Regions from separate parts of the Mus musculus genome. Here region 1 is linked to region 2. Evidence: chromatin contacts called from public HiChIP or PLAC-seq data. All regions are on one chromosome and are shown on one strand. The core of a region is the stretch at or near the end of the contact, and the rest is flanking DNA. Distances in the headings are between cores, read along the strand shown.

Region 1 (6,407 bases), core at 3,742-6,241, 330 kb before region 2:
TGCTAACACGTTGGGAAAAGTAGTTTTTACCACCTGTGTATCATGGTGAACTTTAGGTCTGAAAAATGAAGCTGTGCGGCAGTGTATGCTTTAAGTCCAGCAGGTCTGTCGCTCAGGTTGTCATCGGCCACAGAGAATGAAGCCACTGTACGCCAGTAAATAAATGTCAGTGTTGTTTGCTAGGTAACACGCAGACCATGAGTGTGTGTCACACATACACTACTCTCACACAGAACATGTTTGTGTGTCTGAAATATCTCAAAGGAAATCTTTCAGAGGGAAAGGGGTCACAGAAACAGTATGGTGCTGAGACCCCCAAGGCCAGGGGAAGGAATAAAGCTGGTTAGGCAGGAGAACACAGGAGCCTGAAGGTCCTCACGAATTCAGAAGGCACTCATACCCCAGCACCGAGGAGGCTGAGGCTGGGAGATTGCTGCACACACACACACACACATACACACACACACACACACATCAGAGGAGATCCTTAAGTCTAGTATAAGCATCTTTTCACAGCCAGATTTATTTTTCTCTTTGTATTTGAAATTGCTCATTCATTTGTGAGGTTAGCCCAGACACTTAGGAGTTGCTGATAGTAAAGACTGTCAGAGACTTCCAGCTATGTGCTGCTGTACCACGGGTACTGCTATACCTTTCAAATGTGTGCTGCTGTGTCTTTTAGCTGTCACTCGCACTCTCTGAAGCTAAAGAGAAGTGGAAAAGTGAGCTGGAAAATATGAAGCCAAATGTCATGTCTGTCAAGGAGCTGGAGGAGAAAGTCCACTCTCTGCAGAAGGAGCTGGAGTTGAAGGATGAGGAAGTCCCAGTGATTGTCAGAGCTGAGGTGGCTAAGGCCAGAACTGAGTGGAACAAAGAAAAACAGGAAGAAATCCACAAGATTCAAGAACAAAACGAGGAGGATTATCGGCAGTTTTTAGAGGATCATCGAAATAAAATTAATGAGGTGCTTGCAGCAGCTAAAGAGGACTTTGTGAAGCAAAAAGCTGAACTACTTCTTCAGAAGGAGACAGAATTCCAGGCATGTTTGGACCAGAGTCGCAAGGAGTGGACACTGCAGGAAGCCCAGCAGACACAAGTGGAAATCCGTCAGTATGAGGAAGACACCCTCACTGTACTTGCCTATCTTCTAAAGGACACGCAGCTGGAGTACGGTGGGGACTCACAGGACAAGCAGCTTTTGGAAGCCATGTCAGCTTGTTCTTCCAAATGGATATCTGTACAGTACTTTGAGAAAGTAAAAGCCTGCATACAAAAAGCTCTTCACGATATGCTGTCCTTGCTTACAGACAGTGTCGCCTCAGAGCAGGAGAAGGTATGTTCTTAGAGCTGTTGAATGCCAAGTGTGCTTAGGACTGCAGAAGGCAAGGTTGTCTGGTCTCCATTTTATGATGAGCACATTCAGATGTGTGTTTTCACCAATGATTTTAAAAGCTTTATTGCAGCAGGTCTACTGGATTGACTACATTTGTTGTTAGATTTTGTTTTTTAAATTACTTCATAGCTCCATCACTATGAGGGCAGGGCATTTAGCCTCTAGACATCTTTTACTTAGACATGTATATGTTATTTTTTTGTAAGGGCATAACATTTAGAAAGTAAGTAATTGTGTTCTTACTGTTTCATTATATTAAGACAGAGGGTTAGTTGCTTTTGTTTTGGTTTTCTTTTTTTTTCTTCTCAGGAAGAGGTTAGAAGTCAATTTCTTGTCCTTGTGAATTTATGTCTTACTTATACAAAAAGTGCCATTAAGGTCCCAAAATTGTTAAAAAGAAACAAGCAAGAGGTTTGATTCATTTACTGAAATTCCCGGAGTCCAGTTTCATAGATGTCTCATGTGTGTGCGCTTACAGAATGAATTCCCTGTGTTCTTTTAGTCACACAAATACTGCCTGAGACCAGTTAAAACAGTCTGACCAATTTACGATCACATGGGTGGAGCATTCGTGAAGATTTCAGAATCCTGTTGTAGTATATGGCCAGTCTGTTTTAGTGTTTAGGACCAGAAGTGGGGGAGTGTCTGATAATATCCTTTGGGGAAGCTTTAGACATTAGAGTTTGGGTCTGGGAAGATGTCATCATTAAAGGCTTTTCAAGGCCATTTTTGAGCATCTGGTGCTAATGCCTACTAGAAATGCTTATAAGCTGGGGATGGGTGTTCAGTGTGGGAGATAAATTAGTGAGTTGCTATGAGCAAGCCTGTGTTATGGGTTGGCCATCCAGAAAAAGAGAATCTAGCTCCCTGGCCCAGCTCCTAACCATGGTATCTGTTGTCCTGTCTGCATCCTACATATGAAAAGAGGACAGGACTTCAGAGTCAGAGGAACCGATGTGGTCAGCCCACCTCATCTTAGTATATACGCTTATTCTTTATTTTTACAACAGTGTTACTATTACATAGTTCCCAGCAATAAAAATGACTGGCGAGATCACGTCCCAAGAGCATTGCTTAATACTTCATTGAGAATATTGGGGGCAAAGAATTAAAATAAGAAAAATAGCAGTTTTAGGAGTAGAGGTGATGAAGGAATCATGCCAATGTTTTAAAAAAGACTCAAGGAGCCTTTAAAAGTAAAAAGGAACACCACCCTCACTGGCTCGTGGTTATTCTAGATGTTTATTACATTCTTATTTAGATGCTCAGGAATTTGACTTTTCCTATAGTGAAAATGCAAATTTTCAAGGCCTTCTCATTTTCTGTCAATGCAAAATTCATCTGGAGCTCTTTCAGGGCTTCGAATTGCACAAGCAGTGGGAGCTCATCTGTGTGACCTATCTGGCTCGTGGCTGTGGACATGAGACAATCAGCTAAGAGTTTAGATGTTCACAGCTGTCCTTGGGTGGGTCAAATTCCATTCCTGAGGAAGATGACTTGAAACGCCTAATCTCCAGTTTGTCATAGAAGCAGTACGTGATTTGCTTCTTGAAGCCAATACAGCTCAGGACACTGAGTGCCAGTCAATGATTCCACCTTTGCAATATACTTTCCATAAATACAAAAGACTGATTTATAGCTTATTAAACCCACAGGATTTAGAATTGCTCATGGAAATTAAGTGGACCAAAAAAAAAAAAAAAAAAAAAAGCCTGCTAAGATGGAAAGGATGCAGGAAATGAGAAAGACAATTTTTAAGAAAATATTTTATCAGACGATACTAATAAAATAGTTCTTAATAGATAGAAGAAAAAGGAAATATTCTTGGGAGAATTTCAAGCAAACTTGAGGCAGTGCTTTCTGTCCCCCTCCAGAGACAAATGAAAGATAGATAGTGACCCCACATGTTCTTTTTCTTTGGTAGTTATTAGGTGTCTGAAATCTGGAACTGGCGCTTTAATAACCATTTAACTTAGTATAATACCTGTGAGTGATGGGCACGGAGAGCCTTCAGTACTAGCGAGGAACGGGCTTGTGCCATAGGTTCACTTCTGTAAGCATCATCTGTCTGTAATCTGGCATCCAAGTGGTCTTTCCTACCTAGGAACAGAATATGTTAAAGTACTTATTTTGAATATGTTAGGAAGTAAAATATTTATATCACAGTGACTAGTGAAAGTGTGCTAGATTTTCAGGATTGATTCTGATACCATTCACTGTCTCCTGTCTTGTGGTATAGCCAGACAGGGAGGCCCGAGCATTGGCACATAGGATGCTATTCATAAGAGAGATGTCTCCTAGTTACTGCTGGCATTCAAGCAAGGTTGTTAACAGGCAGTGCTTTCTTTTTGTATTTTTAATATTGGAATTCTATGTCTTTATTCTTTAATGTTGGGATTTTAAACAACTATTTGTAGCTATTTCCCCAGGCATTAAGTATGAAGACAATTTATTTCAGAGAAAGGTGGTCAAGAGCTCTGCAGACACTGTCAGCTGGACCAGTAGCGAAGGAGACTCTGCGGTCCCAGTGCCCCTTCCTGACTCCACCTCTGTACGCTGTGCTCAGTCCTCGGCCTGGCTGAAAGCAGAAGCAGAAACTGGTACTGATTTTGTTTCCTGTCTAGATTACAGTTTTATTCAGGGGCAGGGCTCACTTAGACCCTCTTCCAGCCTGATGTGCTTCCTTCCATTCAACAATGATTCTTACAAAGTGAAGAGAGAGCGTTGCATAACCAGTCAGCCGGTCCGAGCTGTTGAGGAGCAGAGCTTTACATCCGAGAACTGCTATAGTAAATACTGGGGAGTGTGCATTCAGCTCACTTCAGTTTACTTCAGTGTTTCTCTCTTTCTTAATTAAAATACAGTTACACCATTTAGCTTCTCCCGCACCTCCCTTCATTCCCTCCTTCCTTTTACTTTATTATTATTGGCGCGCACATGTGTGTGTGTGTGTGTGTGTGTGTGTGTGTTTGTGTGTGTGTGTGTGAACTAATAGATAAATGGAACCTGTTGAGTCTATTTAGTGTTGCTGATGTGTATTTGACTTAAGAGCAGACCATTTAGTATTGGATAGTCAAAGCACTCATTCCTGGGAAAGACCAATTTATTCATTCTCTTTCTCCCTCCCTCCCCCACCCCTTTCTCCTTCCCTTCCTCTCTTTTGCATTCCTTAGTGGCCTACAGTTCTTGGTTAGGTGTGGGGCCCTGTGAGGCATACCTTATCTACTTTGGTATGTCACCTGGTATTGTAATGTTCAGGCCTTGTGGAGATTTCCTTAGTGTAGCTTCCCTGTCATATCTAGAAAACATAATCTTTCAGCAGACTTCCCCATTTCTGTGATGTTCCCTGAGCCGTGGGAGCTGTGTTGCAGATGAATCATTTAGAAATGGGTGCCCCACAAGCAGCTGTTCTCTGCGTTTTGAGCAGTTGTGGCTTCTACAAAAGGATATTCTTTGAGGAGAGGCAAGAGCTTCATTTATCTGTGGATGTAAGGATGGGCATTTACCGGTTAGTAATTATCCTGGCTTAGGAAAGTGGTAGTGGTAGATTTTCTAAGATCCACGACCTCACTAGTCACAGTGGTTGGCTAGGTTACAGCACCGGGCATGGCTTCCTCCTGCTGAGTGGGCCTCAGGTCCAGTTCCAGAGCTCTTCCTTACTGCCACATTGTAGCGCGCTGTTGCACTTTTAGGAATATCTCACCATGTTGCTCAGTATTGTGGTTTGTAGGATGAGCTGGGTAGGAGGTTTGACTGCTGTCCTCCCTTGACAGCTTGTGTATCAACATCTGGTACTAAGAAAGCTAGTTTTCAGGGAGGAGACTTGCAGTTTGGATCCAGCTCAAATCCCCAGAGTGTGTGTTGTCTTCAGCATCAGGGACTTACCTTCAACTTTGGGGAGGAAGCCAAGGGCAGTGTAAGTAGCTGTATTGTTTTGGGAGTCTCTTGGACTAACTTGACAACTAAAACTCAAAAGAAGATTTCTTCTGCCTGGTACTGGGCTTTTGATAGATCTATGACTTGTGGGAGGTCATTATCTCCCCGTGTATCATAACTTCACTTATATTGTGTATATGTCTGTGATACGTATGAGTATGTGTGTGTGTGGCTATGTGTGTGTGCATACATACATGTTTATAGTATTAGGTAAATATACAATATGATTCCTTATGGTTATTTCAAACACCTTTAGTATTTTATTGTTATTTATCCATTCTCCCTTCTGTATTGTCCCTCTCTTCCTCCCCATTTATCCCATTTCCCCCATTGTTTCTCCTTTTATATTTTTATGTTTGCCGTGTATATGTGTGCATATGTACATGCAGTGGTAGGGTAGGGACACATGGACCGTAGTGCGAGTGGAGGTCAAAGGACACCTTTATAGTCTGCTCTCCTTCCATGGTGTCCGGGGATGAAACTCAGGTAGTCAGGCATGTGCAGCAAGTGCTTCACTACGGGGCCATCCTGCCAGCGTTTTATCATGGCAGTCTTTCTGATAGATTTTTGACGGTTGTTTTAGTTGTGCAGAATTTAGGACAGGAGTGATGCTGCTCTATCTGCTTCTAACGCATAGCAAAGTTCAGGGTAATGCGTAAACATTTGATGCAGTAAGATTTTAACGTTTTCAAATAACATCTTTTACATTTAAAAATTTTTAAATTTATATGTGTGAGTATTTTGCCTGCTTTTCCATCTGTCTACCACAGAAGCCAGAAGAGGGCATCAGATCTCCTGGAACTGGAGTTCCAGACAGTTGTGAGCCCCATATAGGTGCTGGGAATCAAGCCCATGCCCTCTGGAGGAACAGCCAGTGTGCTAAACTGCAGAGTCACATTAGGAAAGCCCTGCAAAGTCCTTTATAGTACTACTTCCAGAAGTTACCACAGGGGATCTTAGATTTGGATACACTTTCCTAATCTTATTATTCTTAAGTAATTTTAACTGATGGTGAAATATTTTGATACATACCAAGACCATAAATAGCATGTAGGTAAGTAGGCAAGCTAACAGCCAG
Region 2 (6,737 bases), core at 1,140-3,639:
ATGGTTTCTTATCCGAGGACTTGATATTTTTCTCTCCTATTTTTTTTTAAGCTACAAAAAGCATTCATATTTTTGGCAAGTTTTGAATTCACGCTCTAGACAAGTGACATGCCCTAGAAAAATCCAAACCCACGAACTCACAGCCCCCTTTTCCTCAGCAGTAACTGATACAAGGTTTTTCTCTAGAGTGGACGGCCCCTCACTCTAATCTCTAGGAGGCAGACAAGCCAAGGTTCAGTAGGTTGAGACAATCTGGCAGCTTCTCCCCTATAATATAAAATGCCAAAAACCCATCACTCTATGGCCCCATCTTCTTATGCAAATAGTTATTTAAAAAGAATGTGACCTCATTTGTAGACTGGAAAAGCTCCAACTAAAGAACACCTAAACTTTGCGCTTTTCTGTGAAGTTATGAGAGCCAACAACTGGGTCAATGTGATCATCCTATTAGCTCGAGAACATACTTGAAATACAAAGTCAAAAAAAAGGAAAAGCAGACACGTGAATCCATGTTTTGTTTTGTTTTTAAAATGGGCTAAGCATTATCTCTTCACTGTGGCCACACGACACTAAGGACACTAAGATGACAGACGCTATCATAAAGGACCGGTATGAGAAGTAGTTACCGGCTTCTTTAGCTACTTACCTACTCTTCCATAGCACCCAGAAGGGACAGCTATCTGAATGTCTGTCTTCACGATGGCTTTCTCCATGGGTGATATTGTATAATCATAGGCACTGAAAGGCAAATCAGTATTTTAAAGTGTTTTTAACATTCCTTCTTACGCTAATGCATATAAAATGCGTGCCATTACTTCATATAAACAGATCCTATAAACAACCTTATGGCAGATTCCTAACTCACCTAAAAAGGTTTACTTACAAGGTAGTAGGCACTTTCTTTTAGCTTTAGAAAGATGGCTTCAGGCCCTTAATCCTAGCACCTAGGCAGAGCAAGAAGACAAAACCCTGAATGTGGGAGTGGGGAACAGGGAGATGCCAACATTGTCTCTGCTATGTGTTCTGTGGTTTTTGTCTCTGAAAGTGAAGGCTGGCAAATTAGCATGAGGAGCAGGAAGGCAGACTTAATTCATAGAAAGAATATGAAAAGCCAACCAAAGAGCAAACATCTAACACTCAATGGGCCTCACTCCGCTAGGCACACTTCGAGCCTGCGAACGCATATAAACCTATACTTTACTTTTGTAACGCTTCTCTTGATGAGAATGAACCTCCCGAAGAAAATGTTAAAAAAACACAGGTGAGAGGCAGAGATGCACTGCATTCCCCCTGCCTTCCACGCTATGGCTGTGAACTTCAGTGGCCGAAGAGAGCTGGTCTCCCAGAGCAGCTCTTGGGGGTGGACTCTGATCACAAGCGATTTTAGAAAGTCCATCTACCAAATACTACTGTAGTCTCTTATTACTGCAGCTCCCTTCCTGATCCAACGAAACTTCAGACTTTACAATGAGCAGCGCTGGAAGTCTGGCATGTGGTAGAAGAGTACGTTCAGTCACACGGAATTTTCACTCTGTAACATCAGCCATTCCCAATACACAGCAAACACCCGCTTATGTAGAAAATGGCCATAGTATCTAATTTCTCCCAAGACAGGGCATGTTAGATGCATACATTCAGGTCATTAGGCTTGGTGACTTTACACTGAGCCACCTCATAAGCTAGCCCTGGATGGAGCTCCTTAAGTTCCCAGTCCTTGGACGGGATAAGAGAAGTACACAGCTTCCATAGATCCTTTTCCTAGACTTTAACGTGCACACTGCAGACAGTCACACTTCGGTCAAGAATAAGCCTTGCACATCCGGACCTTCCACTTGGAAAGGGTGGAGCGCACGCTGCACAGTAACGCTTTGGAAATGTTATAACCCTTTACTTTCCGCTCGCCCAAACCCCTACTGAATTTGCTCAAGGTGAACTCAGGTCTCTGCGGAGCCACGACTGCACCCGGGCTCGGTGTTTGCATTCCTGCCGTCGGGCCACGGCTCTCACCTGAATAGGTCGTAGCCGGCAGCGCGCGCGGACCCGCGGGTGGGCGCCGTGGCGTGCTCCGAGAGCCGCACGAAGCGCAGAGAAGCGCCATCCTCCGCTCGAGCCCTCTTGGAGGCAGAGACGGCCGCGGCATCTTCCGAGCAGGGCATGGCGGCGGGCGTGGAAAAAGCAGAAAGCAATGAGCGTGCGAGAGCCTACCCGCCGAAAATCTCCCGCCTGGACGAGCCCACCGCGCAGGACAGGGGACGCGGCCTTCCGCAAAGGGCTCGAGCGCGGCCTAGAGGAGGCACCGACCTCGCCAGGCTCCCCTCCTCGGGGTCCGCAATGGACTCGTCCCCGCGCTGCAGGCCAGGCCCTGGCTCACCGTTACCTGCTCAGACCAGGGCTCCCTCCAAGCGCGCTCCCGCTCCAACTCCCCCACTAGCGCGCTCTCTCGAACTGCCCTAATCCTCCCCACCCCGTGCGCGCTCCCGCCCCTGCCCCCCACCCCCTCACCAGCGCGCGCGCTCCCGGCCGGAGCTCCTCGGCTTCCTCGGCAGCTCCGGCTCCGCGCCGACCCGAGCGCACGCCCGCGGAGCAGAGCGGCCTGCAGGCGGGCGCGCAGCAGCACGCTTAGGAGAGGCATGGCGCTGGAGGCCCTGCAGGCCCTGAGGCCGCTGCCCCGCCCCGCGCTCCGCCTAGCGGCCCTCCTACGTGCTTTTCCTCGCCCTGACCTGAACAGATCTTTTGCCTTCCACCACCGGACCTGCAGGGCATTTTAAAATTCCTTGACCTCAGCCAAAGCAACAAGGAGCCAACCCCCACCCCCACCCCCACCCCCACCCCCACCCCCACCCCCTCGCCGGTAGTTGGGAGTCAAACTTTTTTTTTCCAGAGAGGATAATTAAAGATCTTTCTGGAGTCTCCGGTTTTATCTGGACTATACCATAAACACGTGGAACTCAAGTTGTGGTGCACTTCGATTTTCAAGATAAATAGAAGGCCCAAGGCACTTTTATAGAAATACCGACTATACATATTGGGGCGATTGGTTCCCCTGATGGGTGTGCAATACACTACACTTCTTGAAGCTCTTTTAAAGCATCTGTTATTGTGCAGTCCCACGATGTGTCTGTGTGTCTTGCAGGTCATTGCCAGTGCGAGGTTATCTTCTCCTTGTTCCTTCCACCTTTAGGTGGGTTTAGGGTTAGACCTGTGGTGGCCAGGCTCTTTACTCTCAGAATGTTTTTATTTACATTTCTTCTTATTACAGTCTGCACATGCATGTATTTTCTTGCCTAATGTCTACTTGTTGGTTAGATTCAAAGTCCATGAGGGAAATTGATCCAGCCTTTGTATTCTTGGAGTCTAACCGTGAGTTTCAAAAGCCCTCACAGGTGCGCCTGCCCCCCCCTCTTCCCTTCCCCCCTCCCTTTTCTCTTCTCCCCCTCCCCTTCTCCCTCCCCACTCTCCCTCTCCCTTCTACTGCTTCAGCACCATGCCCGCCTGCTCCACACCATGATAATGGACTAACCCTCTGAAACGGTAAGAAAGCCCCCAGTTAAATGCTGTCTTTATAGAGTTGCCTTGGTCATGGTGTCTCTTCACAGCAGTAGAACACTAAGACAGATGGTGATCGCATTGTTTAGTAAGGAGGGCTCCTGTGCATTATTTCTTCTCAGAAATCTTAATATTGGTGCTTAATCCTTTAAAACAAGATTATTGTTGGGCCTGGAGAGATGGTTCAGCTGTTAAGAGCACTCAGTGTTCCTGTATCAGACCCAGTTTGGTTAGCAACACCCACATTGGTGATTCACAACTGCCTGTGACTCAAGCTCCAGGAGACCCAACTATGTCCTCTGGCTTTGGAGGGCACCTTATACACACAAACAATCATGTCCACGGGAACAGATAGATAAACATATATTCTCTTCAGTTTTGCATATAAATGTGTATATGCTTTGACCACAATTCTCCAGTTCTTAACTGCTTACCCCATTTTCCTGACACCAAACCACTTCTTTCCATATAGTACCTCTCCTGGTGTTTCGTTTTGTTTATTGCAGGATATGTCATCACACTATGAACCCACAGATTGTGTTATTTACTGGACAGACCTGTTTCTAGTTGTGGTGTGGTCTAGCACAGACCTTTCATCCAAGAGCTTTCTGTTCATTGTAAACAGGATTAAGTGAAGTCAACCAGAGGTCAAGAGGCAGAGCAAGCAACAAGTTGACAGGAAGTGAACACAGGGGAAAAAAGTTCAGAGTAAGAGGATGTCAGGAAGATGGATAGAGAGACAAACAGGAATTTAAGGGAGGGACATTCAGCTTGAACAGTTTTTGAGATGGTGTGGAGAACTTCCTTTTGGGGACTTAGAAGGTCAGTTGGGTGCTTCCACTGCCCCTCTGAGCTAGTAGTCTTTCACTCCAACATCTGGCTCCCAAGTCGTCTTTGGTAAAATTGAATGATTGAGATTTTGTTAAAAACGTTTGTTTGCTTGTTTGAGTTTTCTCTTTTGAACCCACAGCATTTAACTAGACTTGCCTCCCTGAAGCTGGGTGGGCAACCATTATGTCTGTAGCTTCTCAGGGAGAGAGGCGGGGCTCTCTCTGCCCTTGGTTTTCACTTTCTCAATTCATTGTTTTCCAGACAGGATCTCATGTAAGACCCACACTGGGCTTGAAAAGGATGACTTTAGACTTCTCATTCTCCTGCCTCAGCCCCTATAGGGGTGGGTTACAGATGTGAGCCACCATGCCTGATTTTGTCAGGGCCTGAGGGTAGAGCCCAGGGCTTCATGCATTCTAGGCAAGTACTTTATGAACTATTCTATATTCCCCAGCTCCCTCGTTCCTCTATTTTAATTGAAGACGTTTCCTCCCTATATTGTTATTCAAATATAAGAATCAGGCATGTTGTATTCCCTAAACTTCTGCACACACCCACTCCAAGTCTCACTCCTGAGGGGCAATACTCCCAACATTCTGGGCTTTTTGTGCTGGAATTTACTTGCATGTTTCTAGATTGTGTGATGATATTTCTTTTTAAAGAATATAGAGTTCACCTTTTGAATTAGGATATGTCTTTAAACAATTCCTAAGCACCAGGCCTGGGGGTATCTTAGTGAGGACTTCTACGTCATTCCTGGAATGCATTTCATCATGACTCTAGCATTCTCTAGTGACATAAATAATGTCATACTAAAAAAAAAAAAAAAAAAAAAAAAAAAAAATGCAGTCTCAAGCTGTTTTTCCACTTGAGTTACTGGGGCTACCTCTAATTGGCCTGTTCTTTTTCTTTTGTTTTGCCCAGAGCCCCCTCCTCCATGGTCTGGTTCTGGTCTGTGGTGGTGACTTTTGTCCTTCTGAAAACCTTGGCTGAGCTTCTCTCACACTGGAGCATGGTTCAAGGGCCTCTCTCTTAATTTGTTCCTTCATTTTGCTGGGGTTCTTTCTCTCATAGTTTCTGAAGAGAGTTCACATGAGAAATTGTTGGAATCCCCGCTTCTCTTCTAATAATTGAAAGGACTCCCTTTTCCTAGTCTCAGACCTCGTGTCACTCCAGAAACTTTACATCCAGGAGTAACTGATGTCTGCCCTCATCTTATCTCCCGTATCACTTACTGAATCATTTCTTCTCACTTAGCCTTGTTATACGGTCTCGTATCTCATGTTCTAGATTAGCAAAAGTCATATAACTTCATGAATGCTTCCAAGTGCTCACCTGAGTGTTCTATTCAAACAAAAACATTGCTTGGCTTACAATACTTAGCACCAAGCTAGTATGTGTCTTGCAGTATCTTTTGTTAACTTGGGTATAGAAAGTGGTTTTTCTGATCATTTTTCATTTGAGGTTATTTTAGACTGAAAAGCAAAAGTGCCAAGTGAAAAGAGGTATCTGGATTCTGAGGTGTTACACATGACAGGGCATTATTAAAGACAGTGGAAATTAGCTCAAAATAAACATTGGACTGAAATCTAAGCCACCACACTTAAGAACTGAACATCCTCCCACCATGGTTTATTCTACCAAGATACAGCCATCAGTCCTGCTGACTAATTTAACTGCATGCCCCTGTGACAGCTTGAAACTTGAGGATCAAGTGGGAGCTTTGCTGTTCAACCCTGGAGTCAGAGTCCATGTCTGTCCCCTACCATTCTCTGTAGTCTCCATGTGTCCCGGGGAGACCATGGCAAGTCATAGTCTGTCTCTGCCCATGCTCCTTGGGTCTGCTAAGATGACTATAGAGGAATCAAGATCCTTCATTTCAGAGTTGATTTGCCTTTCTGGAAACGCTCCTTCCCTGGGCCGCATTCTCTGGTCCCGTCCCATCCTGCCCCCCACCCCCACCCCCAGCTAACTCCTAGTTGTAATCTTGTTATGTCCTCTTCCATTCTCTGATCCAGAGAGCAATGCATGCTATGCTAATAGATGCTAGAAACAGCAAATAGTTGAAGGCAACCTTATAAAATGATTCTTTTCCATAAATGTTGAAGACAAAATGTGAATATTGCTTGAAAAGATTTGTTTGCTTGTTATCTGGGTCAGTTGGAGTCAGTGATTTAATCCCTTGTAGAACTGTTAAAGATTTCTGTAAAGTATCCTTCATCTCCTCCCCCCCCCCATGTGATGCCTCTGGTGCTGTTGTATAAAAGAGAGAGAGCAAAGTCCTTTGTTGGGGATGCAGACACACAGACCTACACAGGGTAAGATTCACAAGACAGCATCCAGTCAGGCACAGATTGAAT

Evidence for each region. HiChIP or PLAC-seq counts read pairs in DNA pulled down with a chosen protein or histone mark.
Region 1: an H3K4me3 HiChIP or PLAC-seq map of bone marrow-derived macrophages shows a contact between it and region 2, with 3 times the contacts expected there. The contact joins the enhancer-like site here to the promoter of Dut in region 2. A contact is called at or near these places in 9 of 39 promoter capture datasets (3T3-L1-derived adipocytes, the HPC-7 cell line, HPC-7-derived erythroid cells and 6 more), 1 of 15 datasets of contacts at CTCF or cohesin (large pre-B cells), 11 of 115 datasets of contacts at active chromatin or transcription factors (bone marrow-derived macrophages, embryonic basal ganglia, embryonic stem cells and 5 more) and 1 of 9 other capture datasets (embryonic stem cells).

What each region holds. Positions count from the first base shown.
Region 1 is chr2:125,574,300-125,580,706 of GRCm38.p6, reverse strand. It overlaps Cep152 (centrosomal protein 152), which reads left to right. Exons shown (of 28, transcript NM_001081091.1): 21 at 683-1,333; 22 at 3,852-3,993. Among named protein-coding and RNA genes, the nearest start is that of Cep152, 48 kb to the left of the region's middle. Within about 2 kb of position 4,991, at least 14 of the 459 cell types and tissues checked have an H3K27ac peak or open chromatin away from gene starts, as enhancers often do. A contact at or near this core is called in bone marrow-derived macrophages, where this site is marked.
Region 2 is chr2:125,243,167-125,249,903 of GRCm38.p6, reverse strand. Dut (deoxyuridine triphosphatase) reads right to left here and starts at 2,389. Exons shown (of 6, transcript NM_023595.6): 1 at 2,008-2,389; 2 at 647-738. The coding sequence starts at 2,156.